2 separate regions of the Gossypium hirsutum genome follow, and region 1 is linked to region 2. A link is a contact called in public Hi-C data. All regions are on one chromosome and are shown on one strand. Each heading gives the region's core, a stretch centred on a gene start, on an enhancer-like site or on the middle of the called end of the contact. The rest is flanking DNA. Distances are from core to core; before and after follow the strand shown.

Region 1 (4,458 bases), core at 1,128-3,627, 130 kb before region 2:
TTCGTGTATCCGTTCCACTTAGCATTCAAGGAAGATTTTGTAGCCGTAAAGGGGGACGACACAAAATGTATTGGCTGCCATTACATTGATTTGACATTTTCCTATGTTCTAGCTGGTTGGGAAGGTAGTGCACATGATTCTAGTATTTTAAGTGATGCATTTTCACGCCCAGGAAGATTAAGAATTCTGGAAGGTAATAATTATCATTAAATGTCAAATAGTTCTAGGAAGCTCATAATTTATTAGTATTAATTATGTTTTGTAAAATTGTAAGTAAATATTATCTTACTGATGCTGGATATGGCATCCGAAATGGATATATTACCCCATATCGTGGTGTCCGATATCATTTAAAAGAGTTTAGTGCTCAAGGGCCTGAAAATGCAAATGAACTCTTTAATCTTCGTCATTCATCATTACGAATCACTATTGAACGTGTTTTTGGGATTTTGAAGAAACGGTTTCGTGTATTAGATGCTGAACCATTTTGGAATTTTTCGACTCAAGTAGATATAGTTTTGGCTTGTTGTATCATTCATAATCATATAATGGGAGTTGATCCTAGGGATTTACTTAATCAATGATTATACGAGTAGCCTAAGTCTGATTTGATAATACCAACTCTTATGGAGCAAGAAGAAAGAGAAGAAGCAATAGAATGGCCTTCTAAAAGAGACGAAATTGCACAAACTATGTGGACTGATTATATGGCTAGAAATATTAGGTAGGTTTAGGGCTTAGGGTTATTGTTTCTATGTTATGTATGTTTTAGTATTAAAATTATTATTTTTTGTTAATGTTGGTTGGATAATGATATTGAAATTTTAGTTTGTTGGATTTTGAAATTATTATGTCTTGAATTTGTTAGATATTGATTATGTTTTAAGCTTGTTAGATATTGAATTTATTATGTTTTAAGCTTGTTGGATATTGAAATGATTGACAATGACAAGTATTAATGTAGAATGGGTAAGAGCAACAAAGAAGAGACCTCCAAGCAATTCAGGTGGACAAAACTGATGGAACATGTTTTTCTTGAAATTCTAGCAGAGGAGGCCTAAAAAGGAAATAAGCCTTCTAATACTTTCAGAGCAATTTCTATTAATCGAGTTGTCAAAGCTATTTCTGAAAGATTCCAAGTCCAATGTAATGCGAAGTACGTGGAAAATCATTTGAGGACTATAAAAAATCAGTAGCAGATTATATACAAAATTCGAGGTGAAAGTGGTTTTGGATGGGATGATAACATGAAAATGATCACATGTGATAGAGCGACAGATGATGTAGCAGCGATGGTAATATATGTATATATATGTTAAGTATATTTCAATTGTTTTTTACTTGTTATTCTAATTGTGTATAATATCCAACAGGCACACAAGAAGTATGAACCATTTTTGAATAAAAGCATTGATCATTATGATGAAATGGCTTTGGTTGTTGGCAAAGATATGGGAACAGAGAGTTTTTCCAGAACATTTGCTGACATAGATTTGGATGATGGTAACCAAGATTCAGTGCCTGTAGGCTGCGACAATGAAGAGGCTGAAGAGGTAAGAACAAATGTATCTTTATCTGGCACATCCAAACGTAAAAGAAAAAATGTTCAATAAAGTGTCGCTGATGAACAAATTAAATTTGTGGGTGAACAACTTGGCAAAATTGCTAATGCTTTGGAACAATTTACTGCGGATAAGACACCACAGCTTTACGAACAAGTGATGTCGATGGAGGAAGAAGGATTTGATGATGACTTCTTGTGTTCTGTGTTTGATTATCTAGTGAGTCATGAATTCGAGGCCAAAGTTTTTTTAGTTAAAAGTAAGAAGCATAAACAAATTTGGCTTCAAAAATTTTCTCAAGGTTGAAGAATTTGATACTTTTATATGGTGTAATATTAGTTATGCACTTGGACAATGTTGTTGTTATTATGTGGTGTATCACTAATTATACATTTGGATAATATTATTAATTTCTAGTATTAATTGTGGTTTGGAAGCTAAATTTATAATTATTCAATTCTTGTTTTTTATTTTTTTTAATACAATTACAAATAATTTATTTGACTTTGGTTGTTTTCAATTTATGACGGTTAATATTATGGCTTAATAATTGAGTATTATTATATATTTAATTTAATTTATTTATTTATAAATAAATCATTGCAATATAGGTAAAAACAATTTAAAATATAAAAATTTATTAATATGTATATAGATTTATTAATATATATAAAAATAACTTTTCTGAAAAATATTTTCAGGAAATCTGCCAAACAACATAAAACATTTTACACAAATTCATCTAAACACTAAAAAATATTTTCAATAAATCATTTTCTAAAATAAATTATTTTTCAGAAATTATTTTCCACCCAAAATGATTGAAGATATTGGGACTCATTGGAGTCGTATGAATGCATTGGCAATACTAGGATCAATAAGCCATTTGGGCCCTTCTGGATCTTATAAGCATAAGCAAATTGGACCATTCACTATGATCTATCCATCTTCTACCCGGCGTTGTTATTGTAGTTCAAAGACCCGGCTGAATTTAGTGTTGCCCCTTTTAAAGAAATGATTTTAGGCAGAATAGATTTTGGGTCAAATGAAAGTTTGGGAGTTGACAAATGCAAGTTTAGATCAAGCGCCAAGAAGGTTGAAAAGAGAATCTAAGACTAGGAGAAAAGAAGAGATGAAGATCTTATGGTGGGTGAGTTTAGTATTTGTAATTACTAATGTTGGTGCTTTGGCTGAAGAACCCCAGCTAAGCTCGCCTCGTGTTGTTTTCCAGGTTCTTTCTTTTTGCCTTTGCACTTCACTTTCACCTATATATATATACATATATATATTTCTTAACTCCACTAATTCCAGCATTCAGTTCCCATATTATCTACCCCAGTTTTCCCAGTACTTGTGTTTTATATTTAGTGAATTATGTAATAAATGGGAGTTGTTGTTGGTAATGCCAGTGTGAAAGGTATTCGATTTTGTGAGTTTGTTTGATGTTATTTTCTGAACTTTTGGTTGTGGTGCAGACAAATTATGGAGATATTGAATTTGGATTTTACCCTAGTGTTGCACCGAAAACTGTTGATCACATTTTTAAGCTTGTGCGTCTTGGTTGCTATAACACCAACCACTTCTTCAGAGTGAGTGGTAGAACTTGAAAACACTGGTTTTGGTCTTTGGTTGTTAATTAATCTGATTTTGAGGTGTGGGTGAGGTTATACATATTTAAAATTGTTGCAGGTTGATAGGGGGTTTGTAGCCCAAGTGGCAGATGTTGCAAGTGGAAGATCAGCTCCCATGAATGAGGAGCAAAGAAAGGAAGCTGAAAAGACAATTGTTGGTGAATTTAGTGATGTAAAACACGTGAGAGGTATTCTCTCTATGGGGAGGTAAAAACACCTTATGTATTGGGAGTTCATATTTAATTTAATTTTATACATTTTCTATGTATTTATATGACCCCGAGTTCTGCTTTGGTGTAGATATTCTGATCCAGACAGTGCACAGTCCTCGTTTTCAATACTTCTTGGAGATGCTCCTCATCTTGATGGGCAGGTATTCCAGTCACACTTGCTATGCATCATTGTGAATGATTATTTCAGAATCTTATTTGACAAATAGCATACCTATTACATGACTTTCTGTTTATCTTTTCAAGTATGCAATATTTGGGAAAGTCACTAAAGGTGATGAGACTTTGCGAAAGCTTGAGGAACTTCCTACTCATCGTGAGGGGATCTTTGTAATGGTATAAATGTGATGCTCTTTCTGGTTTTTCTTTGTAATGTACTAGAAAATTTAAGATGCTTTTTACCTTTGAGAACTGTTGTCATGGTGGATCCATCATGATTTTTAACATTTTACTCCATAGTATGAGTCCTTACTTACCAGTTGAGAATTCTCAGGATTGACCAGTTTCCTTGATTGTTAGCTATTCTTGTTTCACCTTTATGGCCTCTTTTCTTTCATTTTCGTAAATAGGGAATTTACCTCTTAGTAATATTATTCTTATTTTTAAATAATCCATAGAAAGAGGGAAAAGAAAAAGATAAAGCAAGAGAGGAGACACTAACATGAGCAACATACAGTTGTAAATCAGGAACTGGTTATATAATCATACAACTTTCACTGTGATGTATAGAGCTTAATGTAGCTAGTTTGCTGATCAGTTATAATCTTCTTATTCAGCACTCATGCACAAAAATCTGTCCTGTCCAGGATCTCTGTCTTGGTTATTCCTTTGTAACTGTACTCTTACATTTTATCTTAAAAGTTTGGCCTTTTCTCTATCCTCTGTTCAACTAATCTGATAGGAATTTAGAAAACAAGTAATTAATATTGCAATTTGTGGCTGATTCTAGTCCATGCCATCTTTTTCTGCTGTGAATACTAATTTACTTTTGTTTGTCTTTCCCAGCCTGTGGAGCGCATCACGATTCTTTCATCC
Region 2 (4,238 bases), core at 1,192-3,691:
TTGGCATAGCCAATACACCAAACCAAACATAGTGATGTTTTAAGGACTTTTACGAGATTCAGAATCTTTGTGAACGTAGTAGCCTGCTTGAGTTTTCACGTTGCTCTGAAGTATCTAAATAATTAACTAAAATTTGGCTTGCGAAGCTAGATTGCTTACTCTGATATCAGCGGACGAGGTGCCATTATTTTGCTGAAAATAATTTGGACTGTGCAGCCTGCATGTCCATACAAAATATGACGTGTATTGCCAAGAGTAAGATAAGGGGGTAAATTCGGAAATTTTTTTAATAGAATTTAAATTAACTTATAAATTTTTAAAAGATTAAAATATAATTTTATTATTTATTAATTTTTTATTTCTTCATTTTCAAAGAGATTAAATATATATATTTTAAAGAACCGAAATATAATTTTACTATATATTAAATTAAATTTTCATTATTTATAAATATATTACATTGCACGATTTTCAATTTTTGAGAAGGGGGACAAGGCCTTACCTAGAGTTGCTCATGGGCCGGGCCGGGCCGGGCCTGGGCAAAAATTTTTTTGCCCGGGCCCGGCCCGGCCCGAAATATGGGCCTAGAATTTTGCTCAAGCCCGGCTCGGGAAAAAATTCATAAGCCCGGGCCGGTTTTTTAAATAAATACCAAAAATTTATTTTAAAAATTAAAAAAATTATTTTAAAAATATTTTAAAATTAAAAAAAATTAAAAAAGTATTTTAAAAATATTTTAAAAATATTTTAAAATTAAAAAAAATTTAAAAAAAAAGTATTTTAAAAGTATTTTAAAATTAAAAAATAAAAATATTTATTATATTCGGGCCGGGCCGGGCCAGGCCCTGGCCAAAAAAGTTGTGCCCGAGGCCCGGCCCATTTTTTAATCGGGCCTTATTTTTTTGTCCAAGCCCATATTTCGGCGGGCCGTTGGGTCGGGCCGGGCCGCCCGGCCCATGAGCACCTCTACCCTTACCTTCCCCTTTAAAATTGCCCTGTAAGAAAGGCTTCAATTGTTTCTTAATAGAATTTGTTAAATTTTTTAGATTTATAATCAAATTGATAGGACATGTAAACATTAAAAAGTTAAATTTATTATTAAAATAATAAAAGCCCACATCATCTTTTCGTTGCTTGGTTAACGATAATTAATGGAAGAATGACTAAAATATTTAATTTTAAAAAGTTAAGTGACTAAAATGAAAAAAAAATAGTTAAGTGACCAAAATTGAATAAAGTGTATATTTGAGTGACTATTATTGTGCTTTACCCTAGAATTTAAAGGGTAAAAGTACCATGGAGGCTCTTGTACTAGGAGTCGGGTTGCATTTTGCTCCCCCCACTCAAAATAGTAGGTAAATTAGTCATTATACGTTAGATCAAAGAGCAAACTGATCATTCTATTAAAAATTTCATCAAATTCTATTGTTAAAACTTGGCCTCTGTACGCCAACATAAGGTGCATGTAGCATGCTACGTGTAATTGTTTAGTTATTCCGTCAACCACGCTAATTTTTAGCAATAGAAATAGATGAAATTTTTAATAAAAAAGAACCATTTTGCTCTTTGATCTAATGCACAGGGATTAATTTGTCCATTTTTAAGTAAATAGGGCAAAATGTAATCTGGTGTTAATACAAGTGCCTCTATAATACTTTTATCAATTTAAAAAGTATATAAGATATTTTTCATATATAAGTAAAGTAACCGACTATTTTGAAACCACAATCAAATAAATATTTTTGTAAGCGTCTTTATGCTACACTTAAGGTTACTAAACTATTAGTAAATTTACATTTTGGTCATTTAACTTCAAAAGATTACAAAATGGTCATTGAACTATAAATCAATACCCATCAACAAATTAAAAGAAACCCTTAAATTCAAGTTGATCTAGTGGCTAGTGTCAAAAATAGAAAAAGAAAATTATTTTGATTTTAGTTCGTAAATTCGTAATATTTAAAATTATTTCGTGAAAAAAAATTGAACTGTAGAAGAAAAGTAGAAAAAGAACTTTTGATTAATGCAGAGAGTGTGAACAGAGAATACTATGCAACAATAATTTTAGCAACTCAATGATCTAACTGAAAACTTTTTAATTTGACTATTTTTCTTAACTTTTTAATAAAGGATCAAAATGAAAACTTACTAATAATTTACTTATCTAGTTTACCTTCATTCTATTATATTTAATTATAGTAACCTTGTCCGTAAACTTGACTCCAGCGTCCATCCGGCGATTACTCGTCGTCGGTGTGCTTTTTCCCTTGCTGAAGAAGAAAAGCATCCCTTCAATAAATGACAAAGTCCCTTAAAACCAACGGTCCTGATCACATCCTTTTTCTCCCACTTAATCAACGCCCCCATCGCTTTTTCCTTTGATGGCAAACTTTTGTTTTCACAACCGACACATCACACAAATCAACATGGACCCTGCACCTAAACCTAAATATCATCTTGAAACACATTCATTCCTCAACTTTTAATTTTGATTGATTTTGTATTCATTTTTTTAATGCGAAGGTTTACCTTGGGTTAACTCGTGAAGGATAATCAGAGACTGAGCCAAAGAGGTTATGGCGGGAATGAGTGACTCAGTGCCCATCAGGTTCCCCTACAGGAATTTAAACAAGGAATTGGAGGTTGAAATGACCGACGATCCTCATTTTCGGATCGATCTAAATTCCTCTCCGAACTCTCCTTCAGCTTCTTCTTCGTCGCCTGCCTCGAGGGTTCCCAATGGAAACGCTAACTTATCGTCGCCGATCCATGCCGGATCTAAGGATTGTAGCTTGATAACTCTGGTTCTTAGTTGTACGGTCGCCGCCGGGGTTCAGTTTGGTTGGGCTTTACAACTATCGCTATTGACTCCTTACATTCAGGTCTTTCCAATGCTCTTTATTTTTTTTCTCTTTAGTCTTGTAATTTATGTTAGTTTAAGTATTTTAATGAAAAATAGTAGGCTAGTGACTATGAATGTTTTGAAGTTTGAATTTGGTGCAACGTGTTTACATTTAATGACAATTTTTGTGTTATTGGGGGGTTATCTGTAGGAAATAGAAAAATAAAATCAGCAAGTGCACTTCTTGTTGGTATTCTTGAATTGGTTAGATAGTAGATGCTACAATTCTTTTTCATTATTGTTTAGTCATTAATTTACTTAGTTTTCATGTACTGCAGAAAGAATTATTGGTGTAGTTATAGGTTGCGAAAGAGAGATCATGGCGTTGAGAGGCAAATTTTCTTTTATTATCATTTTCTGGAAATTTTTCTAATAAAATACTTATCATCTTTAACAATATAAATTAAAACGCACTAGTTAGAGAAAAGAATGTTATAGTCATTTTTTGAAGAATAAATTGCATATTAAAATAATTCTCAAAATATTTTGTCAACTTCTTGCTTAATGCTTATGTAATACTATCTCTTTATTTATTATTATTTTTAGCCTTGGCTGTATTTCTTTTCAACGCTCTGAGCTTCTCTGATTACTGTATATTTTGTTGATTCATGCAGACACTTGGAATAGAGCATGCTTTTTCTTCATTTATTTGGCTCTGTGGTCCGATAACTGGTCTTGTGGTAGGTGATGGGAAACCATATTGCTGTATTTTTCTATATTATTGCCCTCTCTTTATTTTTGAGTCCTAATGGGTGTAACATGATATTTAATGTGGTTACTTGATAGATCTGCTGTAATAGCTTGTGCTGCATTTTGAACTAACTCCTAAATAGTTGGGGCTACCTTTCATGTATCCTATTTTGTTATAGAAGGTAGAGATGGGGGGTACCCTAGAACATTTATTTGTTTGATTGCATAATAGAGAATTTCTTTGCTTATTCAATTTTCCATTCTCTCTCCCCCCCCCCCGGTATGTCTGTGCAAATTAGGAAGCAGGCTACCTTTGTGTTTAATGCCTATTTTTTTTAAATGTGTTGGCACATGATAAATGTAAATGACTAGAGTTAAACAAAATCAGAATAAATAATACCTATCTGCATTTATGATTTATAGAATTGTTTGCATTTTGATCTTAGGTTCAACCTTGTGTTGGTATTTGGAGTGATAAATGCACTTCCAAATATGGTAGAAGGCGGCCTTTTATCCTTGCTGGAGCGCTCATGATCTCTCTTGCTGTAAGCACCAAAGAAGATTGTTTTCCTTTTATGCTATGTTTATGTTTTTATATATATATATATTCTAAACTAAGGTTTGCAATCTAGGTGATAATAATCGG

Evidence for each region. Hi-C and Micro-C count contacts between places; a contact is called where the count stands out from the background.
Region 1: a Hi-C map of leaf shows a contact between it and region 2, with 3 times the contacts expected there. The contact joins the promoter of LOC107908463 here to the promoter of LOC107908466 in region 2. A contact is called at or near these places in 15 of 34 Hi-C or Micro-C datasets (anther, callus, hypocotyl and 2 more).

What each region holds. Positions count from the first base shown.
Region 1 is chrD02:43,859,120-43,863,577 of Gossypium_hirsutum_v2.1, reverse strand. It overlaps LOC107908463 (peptidyl-prolyl cis-trans isomerase CYP23), which reads left to right and starts at 2,377. Exons shown (of 8, transcript XM_016835636.2): 1 at 2,377-2,793; 2 at 3,038-3,151; 3 at 3,252-3,400; 4 at 3,494-3,566; 5 at 3,670-3,759; 6 at 4,429-4,458. The coding sequence starts at 2,608. It overlaps LOC107907641, which reads left to right. Exons shown (of 5, transcript XM_041088660.1): 2 at 1-193; 3 at 965-1,295; 4 at 1,374-1,553; 5 at 1,698-2,004. The coding sequence starts at 1,248. The coding sequence ends at 1,868.
Region 2 is chrD02:43,725,120-43,729,357 of Gossypium_hirsutum_v2.1, reverse strand. It overlaps LOC107908466 (sucrose transport protein SUC3), which reads left to right and starts at 2,441. Exons shown (of 14, transcript XM_016835642.2): 1 at 2,441-2,882; 2 at 3,517-3,582; 3 at 4,039-4,137; 4 at 4,225-4,238. The coding sequence starts at 2,577. LOC121214682 (a long non-coding RNA gene) reads right to left here and starts at 2,671. Exons shown (of 2, transcript XR_005910303.1): 1 at 2,530-2,671; 2 at 2,003-2,445. It overlaps LOC107907642 (aminoacylase-1), which reads right to left and starts at 185. Exons shown (of 5, transcript XM_041088327.1): 1 at 176-185. The coding sequence starts at 185.